2 separate regions of the Drosophila melanogaster genome follow, and region 2 is linked to region 1. A link is a contact called in public Hi-C data. All regions are on one chromosome and are shown on one strand. The core of a region is the stretch at or near the end of the contact, and the rest is flanking DNA. Distances in the headings are between cores, read along the strand shown. Region 1 holds the start of hbt (headbutt). Region 2 overlaps CG42784.

The links. A called contact is a pair of places that touch in the nucleus more often than the background predicts.
Region 2: a Hi-C map of the S2 cell line shows a contact between it and region 1, with 2.9 times the contacts expected there. A contact is called at or near these places in 21 of 107 Hi-C or Micro-C datasets (the Kc167 cell line, the PNm cell line, the S2 cell line and 7 more).

What each region holds. Positions count from the first base shown.
Region 1 is chr2L:13,328,229-13,334,174 of dm6, reverse strand. It overlaps hbt (headbutt), which reads left to right and starts at 3,054. Exons shown (of 6, transcript NM_135791.3): 1 at 3,054-3,376.
Region 2 is chr2L:13,487,961-13,493,478 of dm6, reverse strand. All of the region lies in intron 4 of CG42784, which reads right to left. The region is part of intron 2 of CG46308; the gene reads right to left. Among named protein-coding and RNA genes, the nearest start is that of CG46308, 29 kb to the right of the region's middle.

The DNA of each region.
Region 1 (5,946 bases), core at 1,805-4,304:
TACTCGTATATGAAACTCCATCCTATATATATATATATTACGAATATGTACATATATATATATACCTACGGCTGGTCAGTTTTCACTGCTGAGCTGTTGTGGGCATTTTAATTATTTTGACATTTCGCCATTAGCTGTAAAACATAATTAACTACCGCAAACACAATTTAAATGTGAATGGAAAAAAAAAGAATTGGAAAGCTTCAATTGACGTCGAACTTATCTTGCGGCGCACAGAAAAAATTATGACTTTACTGTTTATTAAAATTTCATAAGCGGCTTAAACACAAAAATAAATTAAATGTCGATAAAAACTTTAATAGTTATAGTACATATATTTATTGTGTTTTCTAACATTTCGAATGTTTAACGAATGTATAAAATGTATGTGAAATTCACATTGTAAATAATCAAAACTTTAAAAGCATTGTAGAAGTTTTAAAACATTTGTAGTCTTATTGAGAAAGAAATATTTTACGTGTAAACACATTTTTGTTTGTTTATCGCAATAAAAACTCAGCTGGACATTGCCGAGCACCAATTTCAATTCATTTTTCTTTTCTTTCATTTGACAAATGCAAAAATTGTTCACATTAATGTGTTGTCACAGCGGTGGGTTCGTGAATATGTGTAAGTATATAGATTGATATATTTATCAATTAATTGAGTATTATGGAATTAAATTAATATTTGGCTTGTTGTCACCCGTGGACATAAACGGATTAAAGAATCACAATGATAGGGCTTATGCGATTCAGTTGGATTGATTTTAAATATAAGCTATAAAACAAGAAGTTCGTAAGTAAAGGGAAGTTATTAACAGGAATTATCTATGTTCATTACATTTATCTATCTGCAACCAGAAAACAAGTTTGTCTTTAAAATTATAATTTAAGATGATAGATAGACAAATATGGAATTTATTTTAGAATATTTATACATTTTGTAAGCATTTTATTATAAAAAACTCGGAAAATGATTTTTAAATTTTAAAGCTTACACTGTAAACGCAACCATTTGCCTTACAAAAATATTTAAATAAATATTCAATAGACACTTCTTTTGAATTTAGATTAATACAATTTGTAAAAATGACTAATAAGTAAAAAAGTAAAATCTATGTAAAGAACATGTACATGTAAGAAACCTTCAATCTTCGAGCTTCCTTTTTCCAAAAGCTGGCCAGTCTGAAGAATTTCAAAGCCATCGTTTGTGAGCTTTTTAAGACAAGCAAGCAGTGCGAAAAGCTTTAGTCATTCAAACATATCACGTATACGTAAGATGAAATGGTCGTTACGTTATTACAATTTTAAAATCGAACAAGCTTCTGTTTCAATTTGTATTTAAAATAAAATTAAAATGGTCTGAGGAAATTACTGGTACGATGGGAAAATATATATGTAATATAAAAATATTTAGGTACTTTCATTAATGGGCAACCTACAATGAATGTTGAAGGTTTTGTTTTAATTCCCATAAAATATGTTCCATTTTTTTATGTATATGTATGTTATGTATATTAAATGTATATAATGCATTTATTTAAATAATTATTGATTTCATCATTGTATGTGTAGCCTCAAATCTAAGGGAAAATATCAATGTCTGAAATCAGGAAATTTAGTATAAGTAAGAGCACCCATCAAAAAGTGTACACAACTTTCACTTCCATTTACAGACTCTGGCGGCGGGTAAACAATCCTTTTGTTGGCCAGCTTTATTTGACTATTGTGATTACATTTCCTTGGTTCCTCTTCGCAGTTGCAACTTTCGTTGTTGCAACTCCGCAAGAGTGCCACGCCCACGCCTTACGCAAAAAGCACAGCGCGCAGCTTTTGTCTGCTTAACAGACAACCGGGCCAACGACAACAGCAGCAACCACAACTAACCTTTCCTAATAAAAAGTGATTGCGACGGCCTTCAGCGGCCGCAAAAGCAAGGCGCCACCCCCCGTGAGCAAAAAAAAAAAAAAAATCGCAAAAAAAAAACACACACATACAGGAAGCGTCCTGCATGGTCCGAGCCAAAAAAAGCTCGGTTACATCAACTCTCTGAGCGGAGAGCTCGCTCTCTCGCTTGGCCAAGCTTTTCATTGAGCACGCACATTGAGGCAGGTGCACGGCATCCTTTGGCGCGAGAGAATGCGACATCCGGAGAGCCGGAGAGCACGACCATTGAGGGTCCTGTTCGGGAGAGCTGACGCCTCTGTGTCTAACTAAACGGAAGAGGCTCAAGGCGTCGCTTGATACTTCCACAGTCATCTCAATTTCAAGACTAGAAGGTTAAATAGATCTTTATTTATATTATGATTCAATTAAATTATTAATTTTATATTTCAAATATTTAAAAAAAAGCCTTATGGTTATGTCCTTAAAATATATTATTTTTAATTTAAGTTATAAGATAGAAAATCTTATATGGAGTTCTTAAATATTATTCATAAAACGTAAGTGGGAACATGTGAATTAGTTAAACAATAAGTCTCTCTGTTAAATAAATACATTTTGTCCTGAATTGGATTACAAAATCTCTTGTTCTTCAAAACACCTCAAAATCAATTGAGGTCTCCATCCTTTTCGGTATGCCGCCCTGAATCGATTTTCGGCAATTCGCGCAAAATACCCGCCACCGACAAATGATTCATCCATCATTTGTGAGCCCACCTGGCTGGAAGTGAAGTAGCGTTACGCGGACTTCTTACCCTGCGAATTGTTGTTGCAAAGCGAGTGGGTCCTAATGTGACTCCTTGCACCAGGACACCCGTTCAACGGGGAGGAAAAACCGGCTTTTTGCAACAAACAACAACACGAAAACAAATAGAATCAAGTGACGCCACATCAGGTGACGTGAAGCTCGGAGAGTCGAGCTTTGAGAGCGACTCAAAGAGGCAATTATGCTGGTTTTTTGGCCCAGCACAGCTGACGCACGTTCACGTGGCTCCTGGCACCAATACACACACGCAGGCGACTCTCACGCTCTCGCACACCAACACACATGCACGAAAGTGAGGCAGCTTTTCTGCTTTTCTACGTTGCCGACTCGCTCGACAATTTCAGTTGGGCGACAGACTCTGGACTCGACAGAAAAACGAGAGCTTGGAAATTTTGTGGTCCGTGATTATTACCTGGAGATCTTTGGTGAAAACTAATGCAAACACTCAGCATCTGCACCTGCACCAAAATCAAATAAAAAAAAAGGATGCTCCCAAATAGATACGTGTGTGTGTGACCCAAAACGGGCAAAGTTGTAACGCAGAAAGCGCAATTTACAAACAAAATGCCAAGTGATTCGATTGTGTGAGAAGTCAGTGGAAAATCCATTAAGCAGCGAAACGACAGACGTCAGTCTTCAATCAAATGTAGCGCCAAAAGTCCAGGTGAGAATGCGACAAGTCCTGGAGAAATCCTGCAGGACGTAACGAAAACACGGGCCAAGCCAGGCCAGGCGAAAAACAATTCCGATTGCAGCATGCAGCGGGCGCAGCCAATCAGCGAATGGCGTTCTCTGACATTGGCTGCCTCAAACGGTGGCACGTTGTTGTTCTTGCCCTGCTCCTCCAGCTCGTCCTGCTCGTCCTGTAGCCAGTGGCTCGTATCAAGCTTAAATGTCAGGGGCATGTGCACCCAGCACCCAGCTGCCGAGGGAATTAGGAGCACCCTTTCCCGATCCACTTTTTCTGCGCCTTTTCCTCGGCTGAATTTTAAAATTATCACTTTCGCCCATCGCACAGCGTCGACTTGCAGCCGCAAAAGTTTAAAAACAATTTGAATAGGTATTTATTTGGGTGTGTTTTTCTCGTTTTGTTTCATAGAAGTTCCATGAGAATGTATTTCGTTTCCTCTTTCCATTGTAATTTACTTTGCAAAACTTCCCCACACAGGATCAAAACAAAGAAATTAAACAATTTTTATTTCAGAACATTTTTAAAAGATACATTCATGAGAAAATATTAAAGAAAAACAAATTAGCATACATTTATTTTATATTTCCAATTAGGCTTTAAATATAACATAAAATATATAATTTTGCTTTTGTTAGTTTTCAACAAAAGTACAATAAATGCATATGGAATTCATAATGAATATATAAAAAATATATGTATATCATATATGTTTTTGAAGAACAGCATATAATTCCGTGATCACGTTTTTGTAATCATTAAATACAACCACAGACTAGTAACACACGTTTCTGTTTCATATTCTGAAACCGCAAAAAATAACCACAAAGGTTTCGAATTAGTTTAATAACCATGTTACTTTTTAGACTCAAACGTATTTGTAAATTGTTTGCTGCACGCGTTTCTCAGTCGCCGGCTGCCGACCAAAAACAAAACAAATTAAAGTACATAAAACGTGAAATTATAGGGAAGCCTGTGTCTGTCCCGCACTCACATCCCCTTCTCTGCACGCTTGAATGGCCACCGATAAACCCGCTCAAAAGTCCTGGACAGGTTAGCACGCGACTTCTGGCTGATTATGCCTAATAACTGTGAGCCAAATTCGAGACGCAACAAAGACGAACCAAGAATGCCGAAAACTTTTAATGAGATTTTTGCTCAAATTTTGGTTTGCCTTCCGCCTGATGGGGCATATTAGGCATTATGGGCAGTTTGCTATTTAAACTATTTAAATTGCTGAAACATATGAAAAGTTGGGCTTTAATCAATACATATTGTGGTATCAAGCGTTGAAAGAAAATTGATATAAAACATGTACACATTTTATAATGAATTTTTATATTTTTGTCATTCTATAAAATTAAATTTACATAACTTTACACATATTTTTTTAAGACAGACTTAACTTGACTGAAAATAGTTGTCTATTTCTTTATGGTTCAACAAATTGCAATATCATAATTTCTGCTAAAGAAAAGGTATTTAAAATTCCATATACTTTCAATTGAAAAACACCACCGTTTGGTTTTTTTTTTCCGGCGAAACAATCGAAAATTCCTATTCGAAATTCTTTTAAAGAACTTGGCCGCAATCGGCAGATGACGAAAACTGCGCGATTTGCATGCCTAATGAAATTAAACCGAGCTTTGGTAGAATTTGTTGGGGATGGAAAGCAGAGATAAGCGCATAATTACCCAGAGCACAACGATTCTTTTTTTCTACCAAATTGCTATCTGATATTTTGCCGTATAGCAGGAATAAGGAAATTAAAAATGAATGCCAAACTAGCAGGAAGAATTTTGGTAATAGGAAGGCTAATTGGATTTTAAGTATGTTTGGAAACGGCTTTTGGCAAGAAGAAATTGTATTCACATTCTGAAAAAAAGTGGAAAGCACATAGAAAGGAAATTTAAGTGTATATCCGTACATTAGAATGTTTAGTGTGCAAATTTAAAAGTTAAAAGACGGCTTAAGAGAAAACACCACTTGAAAACGGTCCACATTTCCTTGGTGTTAGAAATCCAGCGTTGCACTTAATGCATTTTAATGGACGACAAATAAAAATGAGATGTTTTGGCAGTGCTTTTAAAATTTTTTGGACTGCTTTTGGCTCGTGAAATGCGGTTACGGGTGTGGAAGTGTCAGGGAACTAAAACAGAAAGCAAAACAAATTAGTGAAGCGCGTTGCAATGAAATTAAAATGGCATTTTATTTTCGGCTTTCATACTGTATATATACTGTATAGCCTGCGAGTGTTCCTGGCGTTGCATACTTCGGAGGGCTCTCGCTATTTGTGGCAATGTCCTTGAGCCCACACCGCGTGAATTATTTAAGCGGAGAGCATAAATTCCTAGCAGAGGTAACAGCGGCTGCATTGCTGCACATTGCACGTTGCATCCATTTATGGTTTGTTCTTTGGGCGATGCACACGCACTTGCCACTGCCACTCGCCACTTTCCACTTTTCACGTGCGGCGTTCCAATTGACATCTGGTCGACCTTGCCGCACGCGGCAATACACGCATCACTTGTGCGGCAGTGGCAGTG
Region 2 (5,518 bases), core at 2,694-5,193, 160 kb before region 1:
CATTAATGACAGCAATTTATTCGTGCCCATTGATTGTTTGTTCAAGTGCACAACTTGGCTTGCTTTTGTGCCCTGACTGGCTGTATGCCGATAATTCGTCGAATCAATTAAAACATATTTATCGTAATGCTGTCTAATTGGTTAATTTTTGATGCCTTTATTGGTCTTTTAGGGATACGGATTGCGGGACCATACCGTCATTTAAAATGAATATAATATTATTGTAGCTGTGGATTTCAATTCAAAACTTTTGCTGCGAAGCTTAGAATATTTTCACTGCACGGGCAAGAGTATCTGTTTGCACCCACATCTCTGTCTTTCGACAATTGAAAACAAATCTGTGACAGGACTCGTAAGTAGGCAGATGCCGACAGCCCCGGCGATTTGGCCCGTGTACAATTTTATTATGCAGCTGCGAGGAAAAGCAACGACTTGAGCCGAGTGGCGCAGAATCAAGTGCAAAATGCACTTGCAAAATCAACTGGAGGAGGGCAAGGGGACAGGATGTTCGGACAGGTGGGCCGAGAGCCAAGGAACGTGGCTGGGAAAGAAAAAGTGCGCAGGCTAATGAAAAATGCAGGAGTAGCCGCAGCTGGAGCTGACACACGACCAAGTCGTAAAGAACGAGGTGGTAGCTAATGCTATACTGTGGTTAGACAATGCAGCAGCACCACAATGCAGGGGCACTGAGAGGAGACATTACAGGCAATTTCACTAAACGACACCGAAAGACCCAGCTTTCGAGCTGCCCTTCATCGCCCTTGCCCTTTTCTCACACTTCACCAAGTCCAAGTCCAGCCTGATGTGTCTTTGTTTCCGGTTGATGTCCGGGTGTTTTGGTGTCCGGAATCCTGAGGCGACTGGGCTCAAGGTGCTCCACGGCCTATGCGGCGAATCGGAGCTGAGCTGTCCCGAAACTGGCACATGGCCAGGGCCACGGGGCGAATGTGTACCGGCTTTGCCTTACGCTCTTGGTACACAAATCAGCATTAAGCCAAGGTCCAAAGACAGTTCATTAGGCCAAGTAATGCCCGGGGCTGCTCTCCATATTGGGCACTTCAATCAGACCGCAGTTTGAAAGCTCAATCAGAGATCAGGTACATTTGGATATAAATCTAAGCTAGAAATCATGTGTCAGGCTAAAAGAACATAATTAATACAATAAATCATTTTAATTTGTTAACGCAGGGAAGATTTTTTTAAAGGCTTAAGTCTGAAATTGAATTCTTTAAACGATACTTTCTTTGCATTATTCATTCACTATTCACTATTTTCTAACTGCATTTTTCCACACAGCTAAGTACTCCCTGCACTCTAAAAATACGCTTGGCCCATTTTGTTTGTCCCACATCTTGGAAGGCACTTCTAATAAAATTGATTTGATTTTAAATTCAATTCGCGTAAAACGCACGAATCGATGCGAGGAGCATATGCAACACATGGGGCCCAATGACTACCAGGCAGCCACTGGAAATCCCCAGCCAAGGACCAAGGAAACCAACCGGAGAGATCTGCTGCCCGACTGGCCAACAAAACAATTTAAAGGCAAAGCCACAAAGGAAAGTGGCGAAGTTTTCCCAAACGGAACCCGGGAAACCGAAAAAGTTAGCATTTAAGCGCAGATTGTGTAATGAAATCAGACCATATAGAATATATACATATATATGTATATATATATATGCGATATGGAAGAGGCAAGGGGAGAAACAGCGCCAGTGGCACCGCAAATTAAAGTCGTTTTGCGGCTAAATGTGAACAGTGGTGTGGCTGTGTGTGAGTACCGGTCTTGCGGACTTGGACTTCAAACGGAAGCAGACATTTCTTTTCGGTTTTTCTTTTTGCAGCCGGATATCCGGCCATGAAATGTAAACGTCGCAGCCGCGTTCGTTTCTTTTGCCTTTGTTTGCCTAATGAAAATGTCAAACGGTCTGCCAGAGTCCCGGTTTAATTGAATGCATGTGTCGGCTCTTGAAAAAAACCTATGAAGAATCAAATGGGATGGGTCAAGGAAATAGCAAAAGCCATCGATCAGCAGTCTGTTCTGCGCTCAATTTCACATTTCAGCGACGACACTATAAATCAAGCCAAGGGCTGTGGAGAAAGCGCTGAAAAATATGCTACATAATTTGTTCGCAATAAAATGTGCTTAAAGTGCTGCGCCAAGCACTGAGGCACTCGAACGACACTCGACAAATTTTCCTCTTCCATTTCTTCATATTTTTTTTTTTTTTTTTGGGTGGAAAACAATGGAGCGGGACGAACGGAAAATGCATGTCGCTGGTTTTCGGTTCCGTTCGATTGCATTTCATTGCACTGCAAAGTTTCGCCTTTTCCGGAGCTCTTACGTCCCCTTCCATTCCCGCTGACTTCCTTTCATTTCCAGTTGTTGTTCTTGGCAAAAAATAGGGGAAATAGTCTATGGCAGCCTGGGAAACTTTTTAGCCACAAATGGCAGTAAGTCAAGTTGACAGAAGAAGCCAAGTTTAAGTCGGGCTTTTCAAGTGCACACACGAGTGCTGACCACAAATTGTGCAATTCTCGGCTGCCACATTCCAAGGCCTTTCATTAGCCACCGAAAATTGATTAAGTCCTTGTCGAATTACCATTGATTACTTACTGCCACCATTTTTGTTACTTTTTGTTTTGGGCTAAGCTTACCACACGAACGTATACAGGTTGCGAGCGAGAAGAATCACATCGAAAAGCTTTAGGATTTTGTCTGCGAATGGGTTTTCAGGGATGGAAGACTTGGAGTTTGATGATACACATACTTTGAGCCTGGCTTTGTAGAATTTTTAGAGGGTTTTATAGCAATAGGCTGATATCTATTACAAAGTATTTTTTCAATTTTTTCTGAGTTTAGGTATTTTAGGTAGGTAGGTAAATTAAAGACCACAAAGAAAACATTATTAGTTTGTTTATCCTTAATCTGGTTCCAAGAAACTTTGCCATGACCACAAGCCACTTAAAATATTTGGAAAATATGTTGTATTAGTATTGTTAAGGCATGTGTGGGTTAGTCAATAGGCCATATTGCAGTGCTTAGTTCAAAGATACTTGTTGATAAACTCACTCTTGTGCTTTGGCTTGCGGTTAGTCAGCAAAAGGCTCGATGGTTACACAAAGCATTTTAAAGGGTGTTGGTTTGGATTTTTATACAAAAAGAAATTGATAGATACCCCGCTGTCAATGCAATAATCCGTTTTAAATGACAGGCCATTGGTACCCACGTGTGGAAAAATAAAATATACAGTGGAAAATAAATAATGTTTTTTTCTTGTTCGTAATTAAGCGCATGCGAGAAACGCACAGACTGCAAGATAAATTTATTAAAGAGTTGACTGAGCGAAATTAGAGCGAGACCGACAAGACAATTAAAATGCACGCAGCGGAATAACATTTGCATTCCATATATAAATATATATATATATATGCATATATAGACAGAGAGAAGGGTATATAGACTTACAGATAGAGAAGAGCAGAAAATATAATAAAAAATGACGAGCAAGGTAATGCAAACATGCGAGGAAAAAATGTTGAAAATTATACGATAGTTTTGTTTGTTGTTCAAATTCCGGCTGTTTTTATGTCCCAATATGTTAAAGTTCAATTTGGCGCACACACACAATTGCACGCGCACACACACTCACACATTTACATAGATAAACATATTTATATGGATTTAAGCTACTAAACCTAGCACGCTACTAAGTTTTTTTTAGTCACACAGAGCACGGGCCACAGCACAAAAAAGAGAGAGAGATATACATATTATATAATGAGATACAGAGAGAGAGAGAGAGAGAGAGAGCATTGTGATTACAATTTTAGACACCAATAGAGGAATAGAATCGGTAATGGATCACAATAACTAGACTTCTTAAATTTAGACTGTACCTAATTGGCGATCTGAATTTTTCATTGATTTTCATTTTAGCAAGCGTTGCATACTTTTGGGTTGATTTCTTTTTGGGGGTGAAATAGGTGTAATTAAATGTCGCGTACCTGCGTTTGAAAGAAATGAATAGAAAACAGTGTTTAACAGGAGTACGAGTGTGTGTGTGGGTGTATTTCCGGTGTTCATTTTGGAGTTTTAGTGCGTGCTTCGCATTGAGTAAGAGAAAGTAGGAGAGAAAGTAGAAAGGAAACCATAGAAATCTTGTCTCGTGTGTGTGTGAAAAGAAGGGCTTAAATTCAAGCTTAAATAAATTATAAAAAAGCAACGATTGAAGCTCGCAGCGGATATATTCCCAGAAGAGTGCCACATGTGTCGACATACATAGATTTAAAAAAATCATAAACCAATTTACACAAATGATTTTAATGTGTAACCTATCGGTACTGGCTTTATACATACTTTTAAGGGCCTTTATAATAATAATTCAAGGCTAAGTGTGCCCCAAAAGTATGCATAGTTATACGTGCCAAATTTGTTTGATTTTGTTGGCAAAATAACACTTTAATACTTTATTTTCGAAAATTGAATAGATACTTTTTGATGGTGATGAAATGCGCTTTATTGGCTTAGCTAGGTGGGGCTCGAAATTTGGTCTGAATTTTGGTTAGGTTTTTGGCCGGCATTGCTAAATTCAAAGGCTTTTCTAAGCTACGAAAAAACATTTCCTTACATTGTACTTATAAATTGTATTTGTTATAGGAATCACGCCAACTCTGACTTACCCAGACCGCTGGAAATATATTTGCATTTTGACTTACAGAACCCAAATCGAAAGAACGACAATACTCCCACCCAAAAAGCCTTTTAACCCACAGCCAAAATATATGCTGTGTACACGTTTTGGTATTTCTTTTTTTCTGTTTTTCTTTTCTGCTACCTTATTCGTTTTGTTTTCTTGGGTTGTTTTTGTTTTTAGCGCTTGCTTCAACATGTGAATGTTCCACAAAAAAATGGTTTCGGGCCGAAATTAAAATGTGCATTTCAATTTAAGGCAAAAGTTTCACTTTGGCTGTCGACTCGACGCGAATCGGTCGGCATTGTCAAAGGGAAAATTTTTTTTATTTGCATTTTGCCGTTTTTGTAAAACATTCAATTTGATTTTTTTTTATTTGAATACTTTGTTTTTTTTTTGTCTTATTTTTCCAAGCGTATTTTTTGTTTACTTCTTGATTGGTTTGACTTTGTGGAACAAATTTCGCAATTGAATCAAGTTGAGCTCCTAGATCGAAAACGGGAATGAGAGGCAAGTAAGCTTTACAGAATCTTTTGGGAAAACTTGATACCATTTTGTTTATTTTATATTAATGCATTTTGCTTGAGTGTTTGTTTGGCGTTTGAGTGTTATGTTTTTTATTTTGTGGTTGCTGTTGGTGGTTCGTTTTTGGTTGTTAGTTAATGTTGCATACTTTCTTTTAGTTTATCGTTTGATTGTTTCATATGTCTGTTGTTTTCTTTTGTTGATGACTACAAATAAAAAAATCAAAGCCAACAAATCAAGTATGAAACTAAATGAAAACTTATGAAACTAATTTATTGAGATAATTGAAATAGAAGAGA